Regions from separate parts of the Mus musculus genome. Here regions 1 and 2 are each linked to region 3. Evidence: chromatin contacts called from public HiChIP or PLAC-seq and promoter capture Hi-C data. All regions are on one chromosome and are shown on one strand. Each heading gives the region's core, a stretch centred on a gene start, on an enhancer-like site or on the middle of the called end of the contact. The rest is flanking DNA. Distances are from core to core; before and after follow the strand shown. Region 1 has its middle 630 kb from the start of Gm24256. Region 2 holds the start of A230054N11Rik (a long non-coding RNA gene). Region 3 holds the start of Grik2 (glutamate receptor, ionotropic, kainate 2 (beta 2)).

What was found. Promoter capture Hi-C pulls out the DNA fragments that hold promoters and counts their contacts. HiChIP or PLAC-seq counts read pairs in DNA pulled down with a chosen protein or histone mark.
Region 1: an H3K4me3 HiChIP or PLAC-seq map of neural tube shows a contact between it and region 3, with 9 times the contacts expected there. The contact joins the enhancer-like site here to the promoter of Grik2 in region 3. A contact is called at or near these places in 5 of 39 promoter capture datasets (cranial neural crest, embryonic stem cells, hippocampal neurons and 1 more), 3 of 115 datasets of contacts at active chromatin or transcription factors (astrocytes, embryonic forebrain and neural tube) and 1 of 9 other capture datasets (liver).
Region 2: a contact with region 3 is called in a promoter capture Hi-C map of embryonic stem cells, with 4 times the contacts expected there. The contact joins the promoter of A230054N11Rik here to the promoter of Grik2 in region 3.

Annotation. Positions count from the first base shown.
Region 1 is chr10:47,989,651-47,994,200 of GRCm38.p6, reverse strand. No RefSeq gene overlaps it. Among named protein-coding and RNA genes, the nearest start is that of Gm24256, 630 kb to the left of the region's middle. Within about 2 kb of position 2,665, at least 3 of the 459 cell types and tissues checked have an H3K27ac peak or open chromatin away from gene starts, as enhancers often do. A contact at or near this core is called in neural tube, where this site is marked.
Region 2 is chr10:50,893,058-50,897,314 of GRCm38.p6, reverse strand. It overlaps A230054N11Rik (a long non-coding RNA gene), which reads left to right and starts at 2,781. Exons shown (of 2, transcript XR_871640.2): 1 at 2,781-4,235. Sim1 (single-minded family bHLH transcription factor 1) reads right to left here and starts at 1,664. Exons shown (of 11, transcript NM_011376.3): 1 at 1,244-1,664. The coding sequence starts at 1,418.
Region 3 is chr10:49,786,477-49,790,557 of GRCm38.p6, reverse strand. Grik2 (glutamate receptor, ionotropic, kainate 2 (beta 2)) reads left to right here and starts at 1,804. Exons shown (of 17, transcript NM_001111268.3): 1 at 1,804-1,930.

The sequences.
Region 1 (4,550 bases), core at 1,416-3,915, 1.8 Mb after region 3:
AGCACTGCATGTCTACTTCATTGCCTTCTACATTTGAAAATACAACTTAGCTGCCTTCAAACTCATTAAATTTCTGACTCCTCGGTGAGATACTGTGTAGTAGAATACTCAAACAAGACTGAATTATTTCCTCTCAGAAGATGAAGAAAAATAGTTATGCCATATTGAACTTTTAACATAAACCAACTGCTCCTTGAAATGTTTAATGATTATAGGAAAGACCTGCAGGGAACCAGCAGACCAGCTATCTCTTAGAAGAATAAATAAGAAGGACAGGTAATTAGAAGTGCATTCAGTTTTCTATTCAATTGCTCAGCATGTGAACTCAGTGTGGGTTAGCATATCAGAAAGGGCCAGTTCAGAGGGTCAAGCTGAGCATAGCCTACATCTCAAGAAAGGCTTCAGAAATGTTAATTTTACTGCAAAACACTCAAAACCAAATGAAAACTTTACTCTGCTTAACAACTAAATTTCAGATAGAATTAAGATGATAGGGAACACATAATGGGAGCATATGTTTGTTAAGCCTCTTGAACAAAAGTGTGCTGTAAAGGTCTGAGTGTAAATATTTGCAGGCAATCTTTTCCTTGTTGTCATTCTACAACTTCAAATATCTAATTGTTCCCAATGAGCAGCCTCACTCAGATATATAATAGAAAACCAACTCCACTTCTCAAAAGTTTTCATCTATTTTAATGTACTGTTTATAATTTCTGATCAAACATCCATGTTCCATGCTTGTCTTATCCATGGCAAATGCTGCTAGAGTGAGAACAGTTATAATTGTTACCTTAAGCCTGATCAGACCAAATTAGACAAATTTTGGATATAATCATTTCAATTGAGCACTGTCCAGCAATAAAATATACTAGTCTAATTTGAATCCTGCCTTTCCCTTTTCCTTTTCCCCTTTTCCATGGGATTTAATTAAATAAAACTATCTCATTCAAGTCCAGTGCAGACTGAATTCTCTCATATGAACTCAGAGTGGAAAGGGTTACTTGAATTGTACTGATACTTTCTTTCTTGGTCATTGGTTTAATTAAAAAAAAAAACCACCACCACCAACAACAACAAAAACCTTTAAATCTATCTATCTATCTATCTATCTATCTATCTATCTATCTATCTATCCATCCATCCATCCATCCATCCATCCATCCATCTATCTATCTATCTATCTATCTATCTATCTATCTATCTATCTATCTATCAATCATTTATCTGTATTATTGTTTGCAATATGTATAGTAGTAGAAATTCAATGTAATTTTTTTATGAATTCTATACAATCAGAACTGTAGGTGATAGCCATGTATATGCAACATTTTCCAAGTTGAAACTTGATAAGAACAGCAGGACAGACTGTTAATGAAATGGATTTCTACGATTTTTCCTGAAGAAAAATAGTTGTTTATTTCCTGGTCCTCTTGGATTCCCTCTTATCTCTTTCTATCTGGAAGCAAGATGGCAGTTGAAGTGTCAGGGAGACTGAGCAGCTCAAGATTATTTTAGCAACAGCAACAAGGTAATAAAGGATGCATGAGAAAGAACACATGGCATTGAGGTTGACTGCTAGGACAACTATGCACTTCTGACTTTGAATTACTTTACAAAAGCAAAGCAGCATGTTTGAATTTTCTGTCTTGTTTGTTACTTCTCAGAGTGTGAAACAATCATGAGGTTATGCTTCAATTCTTACCTGTGAAGAGTAGGAATCAGTTCACTTATTCATGATTTTTATTGACATAAATACTTAATAAACTTTTGGGTGACGACAGTGTGACAACTGCATATATTGTGTAAGGACCAGACTGAGTAATAAGTATCACCAAGTTATTCAGCAGTCATCTACTTTGTATGAAGTAGCTTACACAAAGTAATGTGAAGGTATGCAAAGATGCAAACCGCATTGAATCTTGGAACATTTTTAGTTGTTTCTCAGTATCCAAGTCTCATAGTATTGTTTAACTGCATCAAGAAGAAAGCACAAAGGCAATTCTAGCAGATCAGTAGAGATTAAAGACAAAAAACATAAGCATTTTGATATTTATGTTGTGTTTTATAAATAAGAAAAAGAAGCCAGGGGTATGTTTGGTAGAGGTGAAGTATGGTGCAGGGGAAGGGGGTACCTCTCTGTGCCCATGCTGATGCATCCCTTCCCCCTGAAGTACCAGGAATATTATGGATATAGCATGAAACAGAGTTAATTTAGGGCATTGGGAGGGAAGTTGAGGGGGCAGTAGAGACTGAAAAACAGAGAGGGAGAGGGAGGAGTAAGGCCAGACATGAACACATGGAGATAGAAGGGGGAGGGAAATGGGGAAAGAAGGAACAGATGGAGAAGAGGGTAGGAGAACAATAGAGCAAGAAAAGTGTGGAGGGGACAAGCGGCCTCTTTTATAGTGAGTGAGGCATTCCTGGCCGTTGCCAGGTAACTATGGGGTGGAACCTAGAAGGAATGTTAACAATTTATATTTCAATTCAGCTTTCAAAATTATAAAGCGTAAACTTGAGAATTGCCTCTTTTCCATTAATGTAAATTACAACAAGGCAAACAGAAAATATAACAAGTATAAGCATTTGGTGTCAGGGTACAAAAGCTAAAGGTTGTCTTCTGAATATGATAGGACCACTACAATAATAATCTCACAGCAGCTCTGGCTGTCTGCACAAGATCAAACCAATTAATTTCCAGCATGGAGAGAGACCTAATTCATCTATACTTGATTGATATCTATGGAGAGAGAGATTTCATGCTTGCTTTTACAAACTAACTTTACCTTTATTGTTTGGGATTTAGTTGTGTACTAAGTGTGTGCCTGTATTTAAGCCAGAGGTGTACGAAAATCCTGCTATTGAGATTAAAGTCCTTCATGTTTGGATAAGTTTTCCAAATTCAGTGAAAAATGGAGGACTCGCTTTCTCAGCCATGCTTCCTCTTCTCTGCTTGTTCTTATCTAAAGAGTGTCTCTAACTACAGAAGACTGACTTTATCTAGGGAATGAGCCCAAACAAAGCTTACTGCAAGTACTGCATGGCTCAGCACATAAATCCTATTCAACTCTTCCTGTCATATGACAAGTAGACTGTGTTATGACCAATCAGCCCTTCCTGCTTGTAATCTGTAACCCCCTGCCAACCCCCACTCCCACAAACAAACAAACAAACAAAAACCTCTGAGGAATCCTACATAACCTAAGGCCAAATTATACGTTTAACATGATCTCTCCCCATAAGACCCTTAGGTTCTTAGAATTTCTCTTTATGCAAATGAAGCATTTCCAGGCCTCTAAGAAAGCTAATGATGTATCATCACCTTGGAGTTCCCTAGCCTCTCCTCAAGATCTAAGTAACCTTTTATCACTCTGAAGAAAGTTGACCTGTCTCACTGAAGCTTTTACTGGAAGTTAATCCATCACTATAGAAGGCTCTCCAAATCCTGCTTTCTGCTTCTGCTCCTCAGTCCTCATAGGCCAGTGGCCACTAGCAACTGAAGAGAATGGAAGGTCACAGGATTCACTGTGTGCAACATATCTGTATTCCAATCTGATTACAAAGACCTAGAAGGATTTTAGATGTAATCCATTACCAGAGCAGCCATGTTACTGGATTAAAATTTCTCTATACCTTTTCACTGATTGCCTAGAAAAACTGATTTTCCATTTTAATTCTCATTTCTTCCTATTATATCTTCTGGGAAGTTTATGTACTTCTTTCTCATGTGGACTTCAACTTTAAATTTTCAGAGTATACATAAGAAATTCAATTTTAAACTCTGTTTCTTACTCTCTGTAATACTTGGAGTAAAGCCAGTCAATAGTTTACTTTCTGGAAATTTTTATTTTGCAAAAATGCTTTTATTGTATGAGATATTTTGCATTTTAGTAATTTAAAATAAAAAAAAATGTTTCTATTTATTTAAATTCCTTTTGTATCCAACAAAACTGATTAACAGGTAGAGAAAAATGTGAACAGATGAAACAGTCTTTTTTTTAATTGAACAAATGCTACTACTATTGCAATATGTTTATTCCCAAAAATAAGTAGAAAAGAAGTGGAGTATGAAAATTGGGTCTACAACACAGTATCAAGGGGCAGGTTCCTTCTGGTTTCTGTCTGCACCCAGAGCTGATCCTGTGCCATAGCATTCCATACCCAAATACTGTCAGGAGAGAGCTAGTCACCTGTGTGGACAGATAAGACCACCACTTCTGCTCAAATTCCTGATACAAGAGGGACCCACCCAGAGCCATCAGGACACAGCAACCAAGGAACAGTTGGGGACTGATGATTCTGGTTTCTGTCTGCACCCAAGGGCTGACACTAGGCCACAGCTTTGTATACCCAAATTCTTCCCATAGACAACTGGTCTGGAGGAATACTGTCTTGCAGGAGGGTCAAACCACAGTCAGAGACTGCAAGACCAGCTAACACCAGAGATAACCAGATTGTAAGAGGCAAGGGCAAGAACATAAACAGCAGAAATCATGGCTACCTGGAATCATCAGAAACTAGTTCTTCCAACACAGTGAGCCCTGGATACCCCA
Region 2 (4,257 bases), core at 1,532-4,031, 1.1 Mb before region 3:
GGATTTCAGAATGAAAAGAGATGTTCAAGGAACTAACTATATAATACTACTGATGGGTTTGATGATAGAAATAAACTATTTAGAAGGTTTGTGTGGTAGCCCTGGCTAGTTTGCAGCCCTTTTGCAAGTTTTGAACAAACACCAAGTGAAGGAAAACTTCATTCCCAGCAAAAACTAGCCCCCCCCATCAAAAAATAAGATCCCTCAAACACCCAAAACCAACAACAGGTCAAAAAGAAGTTCTCATTTGTCTCATTTGTAAATAAACAAACTTCTTTCTCTAGAAGTTTTGTTTGTCTAGTAATCATTCTTTTACATTCTTAAAACTTCCTCCCCTAACAAAATATTTTTCTATTCTGTTTGTTATTTGGTTGAGGAAGGGTGAGCAAATGGGAGATCAAAGAGCTCCTTCCCTGGAGAGTATTCACGTTTCCTACTAAGTAGATATGAGTTCACACAAGACTATGCTCTGGGAAGTCCGCTCTTCCTCTCACAATGAGTATTAGTAACTGAAATTCCAACTTACAATCCTATCTGCTGCTGGTATTCTAACTTCTAGGCCCTATGAGAGTTTGTCTCGATTTGTCAGCCACCACTGAGGATACATTTCTGTCTGCTCTACTTTCCTCAAATCTTGACTATTTTGAGACAAATTTATGATTTTACAGATAACGCCAAGGCCAGAAATGCAACTCACAAAGCTCCGATTTAAGAATCTCTGGACATCTTAAAAAATGAGAACCAATTTACTATAAACAGCCAAGAGACTGGCGGAGTCCAGGCATACTGTTCGCACACACACGCCTGCCCTCGCGGAATTGTGGCCCTTTTGATAAATTATTATCTAGCTTACCTAGCACTATGTTTATACATCTAATCTATACCTAGCAAAAATAAGCAATTGGGCAGTACTCCTGATTTCTATTGGATACATGTCTGACTAGAGGAACAAAAAGGAAAGTCATGTTTGGATTAGCCGTGCTTTCAACTGAGCCAAATGTTGATAAAAGCACTATTGGGTTATTTCCCAACCAAATATATCGAATGTGTTGGAGAGAGAAATACGGGGAAGAAGAGAAAGACTAAGAAAGGCAGGGAAAGCCCTTTGGCGCTGACTGATCAAATAGCTTGGTTAAATTTCCCTTTTCAGAGAATGTAACCCACGCCGGTAAACACAAGTACATTTCTGTGCTGCTGGGGTAGGTTTACTCCTTCGAAATTCAATCTAGGCACAGACGCTTACCTTCTGGAAAGACCACTCTCATTTTGAGATAGCTGGTCGTGAGTCTGATGATGGATGCTTTGTCCAGTTGGGAGGTGATGGCTGAGGGTAAAGGCAGTAATTTAGCCAGTTCATAAAATTCACTGTTTTCTTTCTCCCTCCTCGTTCGGGCAGCATTTTTAGACTTTTCTTTCATCGTGTCTCGGGCTCCCTTTCTTCTTACAACGTAAACTCCACAGACTCATCCAAAACCAAAAGTTAACTTTCAATTAGAGATCACACTCGGTAAAAACATAACTTTAAACAGGAGGCTGAAGTTTGCTCCGGGAAGACACGAATGATGGACAGGGCAATGCGGCAAACAAAATACTTTCTTGAAAACGTGAGGTGTAAGTATAAAAGAAAGCTGCTGGTTCACGGCAAATCCGGGCAATCCTTTGGGACTCTAAGTATAAAATGCTGGAAGGACTCCCGAGGAGCCAACCTTTTCATCTGATCCGCGGTAAGAACCCGGGTCCTTGGGAAATCGACATAATAATACCCGACGTTTGTTTTCCAACTCCTCTGGTTCTGAGCTGGTTTGTAGGAAACAGGAATCGCGGGTAACTTCTTTCAGATCACTACGAAGACAAGAACACCAAGGAATAAGACATCTGTGGCTAAACTCAAACCCACTATAATTCAGCCAACCGGGCCCCAAAGGGCCTCTGCGCTCATACTCTGCTCGTCACAGCCCTGGGTATTTAAAACTTGGGCAGGTCGGTCCCGGGACAGGCTGGGCTTCCGCTCGCCGCGGCCGGGATGTAGCACCGACGGCTAAATGCGCGTCTGCGGAGAGCTCGGCCGGCCGTGCGCGCCAAGCCAGGCTATCCAGCCGTGCAGAATTCCTCCACTGCCCCGGACTCCGGCTGCCTCTCCCCGGCGGGGTTCACGTCTGAGGGGTTCCTGGAGAAGTGCTGCTTATGCATCAAACCCCCGGGGACTCCCGCAGTTGCACACAGGGCACCGCAGCGCAGAGTTAACAGGTGGCACGCGCGACAGCCCCTCGTAGGCATCACCTGGAGCTCTTGGCTCCTCACCTACCTTACGTCCTCGAGAGCCGCGGAGGCTGCTAAGGCTCCCGCCCCCTAACTGCTTTCAAGCCTGCGCGCTTGCGGAGCCTCAGCGGCAGCCTCCCGGCTGTCACCCGCAGCCCGCAGAGTGTGCCTGGGCCACCTTCCCATGGGCATGAATGGGGGAGGGGTAGGTAGCAGCGGGAGGAGAACACAGGCTGGGGACAGGAGAGGTGTTTTCCGAGTCCGAGTCCTCCGTAGTGTTGGGAGCCGGTACTGTTCCTAATTGGGAGCCCAAAGCGCCCCCCTGTAACTTCTTTATAGCTTACCGGGTTTAGCTTCAACTTCGCTCCCAGGTTCCCTTTCTCCCGCCCTTCTCAAACGCCACTCACAAATTTTCTCTCTTCCTATTGGTCATAGGCAACCAAGACGCGGCGCTCATTGGCCAATCGGGGTGAGTGACGAGCATGCTCCCTGCTCCTCCTCCCCCCCCCCCCCCACGCGACTGGGCTCGCGGCTCGGGTCCTACAGTGAGCCTGGCAGCTCCGCTCCTAATGAGCCCCGGGCGCGGGGTCGCCGCTGCCCCGCTGCCGCCGCCGCTCCAAACCCCGAGGTCTTCGGCGTGCCGAGTGACACTCGCGCTCCCTAGACTCGGGTGTCTGCGCACAGCGTGCGGCCTTGCGGGGGCTGGCTAGCCGAGGCTCCAGGAACGCGTGCGAATAGCATCCCAGACAGTGGCCAGGATTTCCCCACGGCTGCGCGCCTCACGCCTGCAGGACTGGGTGAGGGAGAACGACGCTGGACTTATTTTTTATCCTGACACCACTGTGACAAAATTCATCGCTAGATGAAATAAATGCCCGCCTTTATTCCAAAAAGGGCAACGTTTTCGAAATGATTCGGGTTTGTGACTGATGCAAGATGACTAGGTCTGCTGGGCAGTTTCCTATGGGAACCAGCTAGTGGGTAGTCAGTCAGAAGAAGGATGTGATAGAAGAAGCCTAGAGTGTTGGAACAACTGACATATTAGACGTCTTACAGAGTTATTATCTAAACTGTTGGGCAACTCTGCGGACTTTATTTCGAGAAACAAAAAGACCAGCACGAATATTCCTTCTAGAGAGGACACAATAACTGAGTGAACCTGTAACGTTCCCCAACAGTTCTCAGACGAACTGTTCTCAAAGTACTGTTTCTGGGGAAAACTCTAGTTTAGAGACCCTCCTGTTCTAAGCGCTTTCTCTTCCAGTCATCTCATCAGAGGGCAGCAGATCGCGATGAAAAAAAGGCTAAGTTTCCCTTAAGACAATGAAAGCTTACAGACTTCATCCCGGGCCTTAGAAATCAGCAGTGCACCAGAAACCAAGCGCCCTGCTCCTCCTTTTGCCTCTGAGAAAATAATTTCTTTGAAGAGTCGTGTGCCATCCTGATACATGGCTCACCTTTAAGAATGTTCATTGAAAAATAAGACATCTGTCTCCTCCTTGATCCCCCGCCTCCCAATGGCAGTAAGGACATTGGGAGCTCCTAGGACAATGGGAAACATTCTGGGGGTATGGGGAATAATTACACATCCGAGCGGCACCTGGAAAAAGGAAAGGAAAAGAACTAAACTAAGACTGTGTAGGTGTTTCAAAACTGGAACCACCTAACAGGGTTATAATCCAGAAAGGAGTGGTTTCCTCAGTGGTTGTGGCCACTTAGAGGCCTAACTCTGGGTGGGCTCTATCGTAGTCCATCTAATGATACACTGTCCGTGGGAGGTAGAGGTATCCTGTGGCTCTCATCAAGACTCCAAAAAGACCAGATAACATCAAGTTTCTTATTGGGGTGGTGGTGGTAATTGTGGTAGTGACAGCGGCGGCGGCGGTAGCAGCGGTGAATGAAAAACCTTTCGTGACTCCCTTTTCCAATAAACTGCACAGAACTGAGGATGAGAGCAGCCACAAAACTAAACAGTGGTAGGTACCTTAAGGTTAAGCA
Region 3 (4,081 bases), core at 555-3,054:
ACTGTTCTTGGAGGGCCTATTAGGCTGCAGGTCACAGCAGCTGGAGCCCAGGCGCCTGGAGCTGGTCACGCGTCTGTGCTGTCCCGTCCAGGATGCACAATACAGTCATTGACTATTTATTCTCTTCGTACAACAAGGCCGCTGTTGCCTTAATTACAGGAACCTTCTAGCCATTCCTGAGATCTATAAACCACAAACGGACACTCCATGCCACTAACTCATCTCTTCTTAACTTAAGCCCATGTCTCCCAGAGACAGCTAAGCACAGTAAATGTGTGGTGTATGTGTGATACGGTGTAGAGAGCCTAGGATGGTGAACAACGTAGTAAATAGTGAGGATTTGGCTAGGACTGAGTCAGATGTTAGCCCAGAATGTGTGGCATACCGAGACAGGTTCAGGAAAGTTTTTACTCTTCTGGGATAGCAATGGCTGCAGGTAAAACAAAACAAACAAACAAACAAAATACAGCAAAAGAACAAACGCTTCTCTGCGGCCTGTTGGTCTGCTGTAGGGTGAACAGGAGCCTCTGCTTCCAGCCCTTCAGAATTAGACTGGAGTGCTCCTGGGACTGCAGTTGCCTCTAGGCTCCACTGAGCTTAGGAATTCCACCTGGCCTGCTTCCTATTACAATCCCTTTGAAATTTGTCTCCTGGGCTGGTCTGCCAAGCCTGTTCAAGCTTGGCCTCTCTTAAACCTCCTCGAGAATAGTAGCTCACCAATGTACTCTGGGGGGAACTGCTAAGTCTCCACTCTAGTTAATATTGCAGGGCTGAGGATAAAGTAGCAAAGGTATTGAATACATGTTGACTTTTCTGACCCAGAGGAGAGCAAATCCGGGATTGTTTGCAGAAGCTAATCGCTCCTCCAGAGAAGCCTGAGGAGTCTGGTGTGCTCTCTGCCTCCTGTCCCCACCCCTGACTCCAGGAAGCAACCCTTGGGAAGACCCTAGGACTTAGGCACCCTCCTCCTCCCACTTCTCCTTAAAAACATCTTTCAATATCTCATATTTAAGTACTTCTATATGCTCATTTTCCCAACCATGACAGCTAGGACTCCAGGTTCTGTGCTTGCCAGGCCTCAAATTCCCTCAGAGTTCAGGGACCTAGCTTGAAGAACAAAATCAGATATAAAGGGGCTAGACCTGTGCTGAGATTTCCTGCCAGCTTCTTGATGTTGAAAGTCCATTTCTTTTGCTACTGGACACCAGGAGAGACCAAAACCCATCTAGCTTGAGAAGCAGGATAGAAGTAGAAGATGCAGAAACCAAGATGATCCTCACCAACCTGAATGGGAAATGCAGTAGTTGAACCAAAAGGGTCACTTTGGAGACAACCAGCTGCTCCCCAGATGCTGGCAACATAGAAGTCTCGTTGCCATGGTTTCAGGAGCAGCAAAAAAGCAGCCACCCAGAAGCAGAAGCTATGAGTCCTTATACTCAGTGTAGCTTCTCAGAGCAGGCAAAATCAATCCTTGTCCCTTTTGCCTTACCCACTGTCATTCAGAGCATCTCTGTCCCTGTTCCCCTATGCCTGGATGTGGATGTGCTTGCTTGCAGGAGACGAAATCAGGGCCGAGGGTTCCGGAAGCACTAGGTGGTCAGTACCCGGAATTCTCTCCCTGGAGTTCTTGAAATAAAGAGTGCACCGTGCTCTTGGGTGGGCCTGGGTGCCCTGGAGCTAGTAACAGCAGCGGGGAAAGAAGCGCGGCGCCTTTAAAGCAAGAGGAGAGGAACCCCCGCCAGGAGGCGTGTCTGTCTCCAGCGCCACCGCTGCGGCTCCGCGGTCTCGGTCTCCGCCGCCGTCACTTGCGCTCTCGCTGGCGGCTGCGTGGCCGAGGCTGGGAGCCCGGGACTTCCCGCTGAACCGCCTCCTGCCGCAGCTCTGAGAGGACTACCCCAGTCCCTACCCTCCCTCTTCACCCTAGCCGCAGGTAAGCACTCGCCAGCGGTGGACCCTCCCTGGAGCTCAATCCCAGGGCGTTCGCTGTGGGTCCGGAGGCACTGCGGACCCGCGAGGAGCACTAGCCGCGGACAGGAAAGGAAGAGGGGAACCGCTGCCCGGCTGAGTTCGTGCGCTCCAGGCACCTGCTGGATGCAGCCGCTTGGAGGGCTTTGTCTCACTTGCTGCAGCCAGTGCCCCGCAAGGATGAAAGTGGCTCATTTGGCTCCTGGCTGGTGTTCTCCACGTAAAATATTTGAATAAGTCGATCTGTCAGATGTGTACTCAGCTACCGGGACTCAACGCTCAAGGCGAAGAGACGCAGGAAAGCTGTGTATCTTTGTGCCATAACAACTCCTCATCCCTCTTTCGTCCACCAGTCCCACTATCTCCCTGATTCATAACTCTGGGGTGAGAAAGTTGAGATTATTTTAATACTGAGGACAGTATTAAAAGCTTCAGGAAGAAAAAAAAAAAAAAACTCTCAGGGCATCCCACAGGGGTAAGGACTAACTGCATCACTGAGGTGGATCATAAAGATTCAGAACTTTTAACCAACCACATTTCCTCATATTTTTATCTTCTGGAGTATTGGAAGGGTGTGTGTGTGTGTGTGTGTGTGTGTGTGTGTGTGTGTAGCAGTAGTAGCAGAGAGAGAGAGAGAGAGAGAGAGAGAGAGAGAGAGAGAGAGAGAGAGAGAGAATCAAACAGGACTAATGCTTCTAAGATGATTTTGGATTTGGGGGTTGGAGGATATTAGAAACTACCCTCTGGTAACGAAACGAACAGATTACCGTTTAACATTTCTTCATCTTCATACTGTAAGTATCTCTCATCAAAATTACCTTATGGATTAATTTTTTTCATCTCACAAGAATATGACTAATTCATTTAAATAAGTCTGCAGTTTACTTGCTGGAAGATGTGCAATTGCGTTTTAATTTGGTCTTGTTTTACTTCCTTACTTTATAACTTTGCAGAATAGACTCCTGCAATAATCAAGTAAGCTTATGAACTCTCAATGTCCTTAGAAACTTAGGCGTTAAAGAATTGAAATGCACAGGGGAAGAAAAGACAGAAAATGACTAAATAGTAAAACATCTATTTTTTTTTAAATTTAAATCCACTGAAGATTGCACATGCTGAATTTTTTAAAAGGAGCTTTACCGACACAAATCTCTTTGGTTCAATTTCTTAATTAAGATACATTTTTAGCATCTAAATAGTAATTAAAATTAAAAATATCATTAGCCACCAACGTAGCAGAATGTTAATACCACAGTTGGTAATGTGTTTAGAATCCCAAGGAATAACAGAAATCATGGATGCGTATGCAACAGTGTGGTTTCAACTGATCTCTGTCTTGGACTTCATTCTGTTTCCCCTTTAATGTCATGATTGAGTAGGCTGTTTTTTTAGCTAAGCTTCAACACAATAGGCCACTTGCATGGAATAACACCTTAGGTGTTACTATACAGTGAGGTTTCTTAAATGTCCCATAACAGCAGAACAACAGTGAGAGGGTCAGCAGAAGCCTCTCACTTGTGTGAGAAAATCTAAATGCACTGAATATTTTCTGTGGAAGAACCATTGAGATGGTTTTAAAATTTAGATTATTATAGAATACACATTTGCTGTCTCTAGCCAAAGTATAGGAATTGTCTTTTAAATGTTCTGCTATAAGGATTATTACACATTTGTTCATGCCCCAGCAGGTGGCAGCTAACTAGAATAAGATTCATTTTCACCCGGAGACTAGGAAACTAAAATTGCTTCTAAAGTAATAGTGCCCAAGAAGAAGAGGTCATTAGTGTCAGGTAATACAGAAGTGCAGTGAAAGATGGAGCTAATGTCTTTCGTCCTTCTCACTGTTGATGTTGTTGTAGGAACAAGCTTTGCATGGACACAATATACATTTCCCTTCTTTATTTTCATTGTAAGCTTGATAGTTCTTCGTATTAGCCTTCCCTGATACTTTAAGGCTTTATTCTAGACATAGCTTTTCTCTGTGTGAGCACACATGTGTGTTTGCCGTTTTTCATCTCTGCTTTGACCTTGGGACCCTCAGAGCTTTAGCTCTTAGCAATAAGGATTGCCATGTGGTTGAAATAACTGCAAAGCAAATGAAGGCATAGGACAAAGC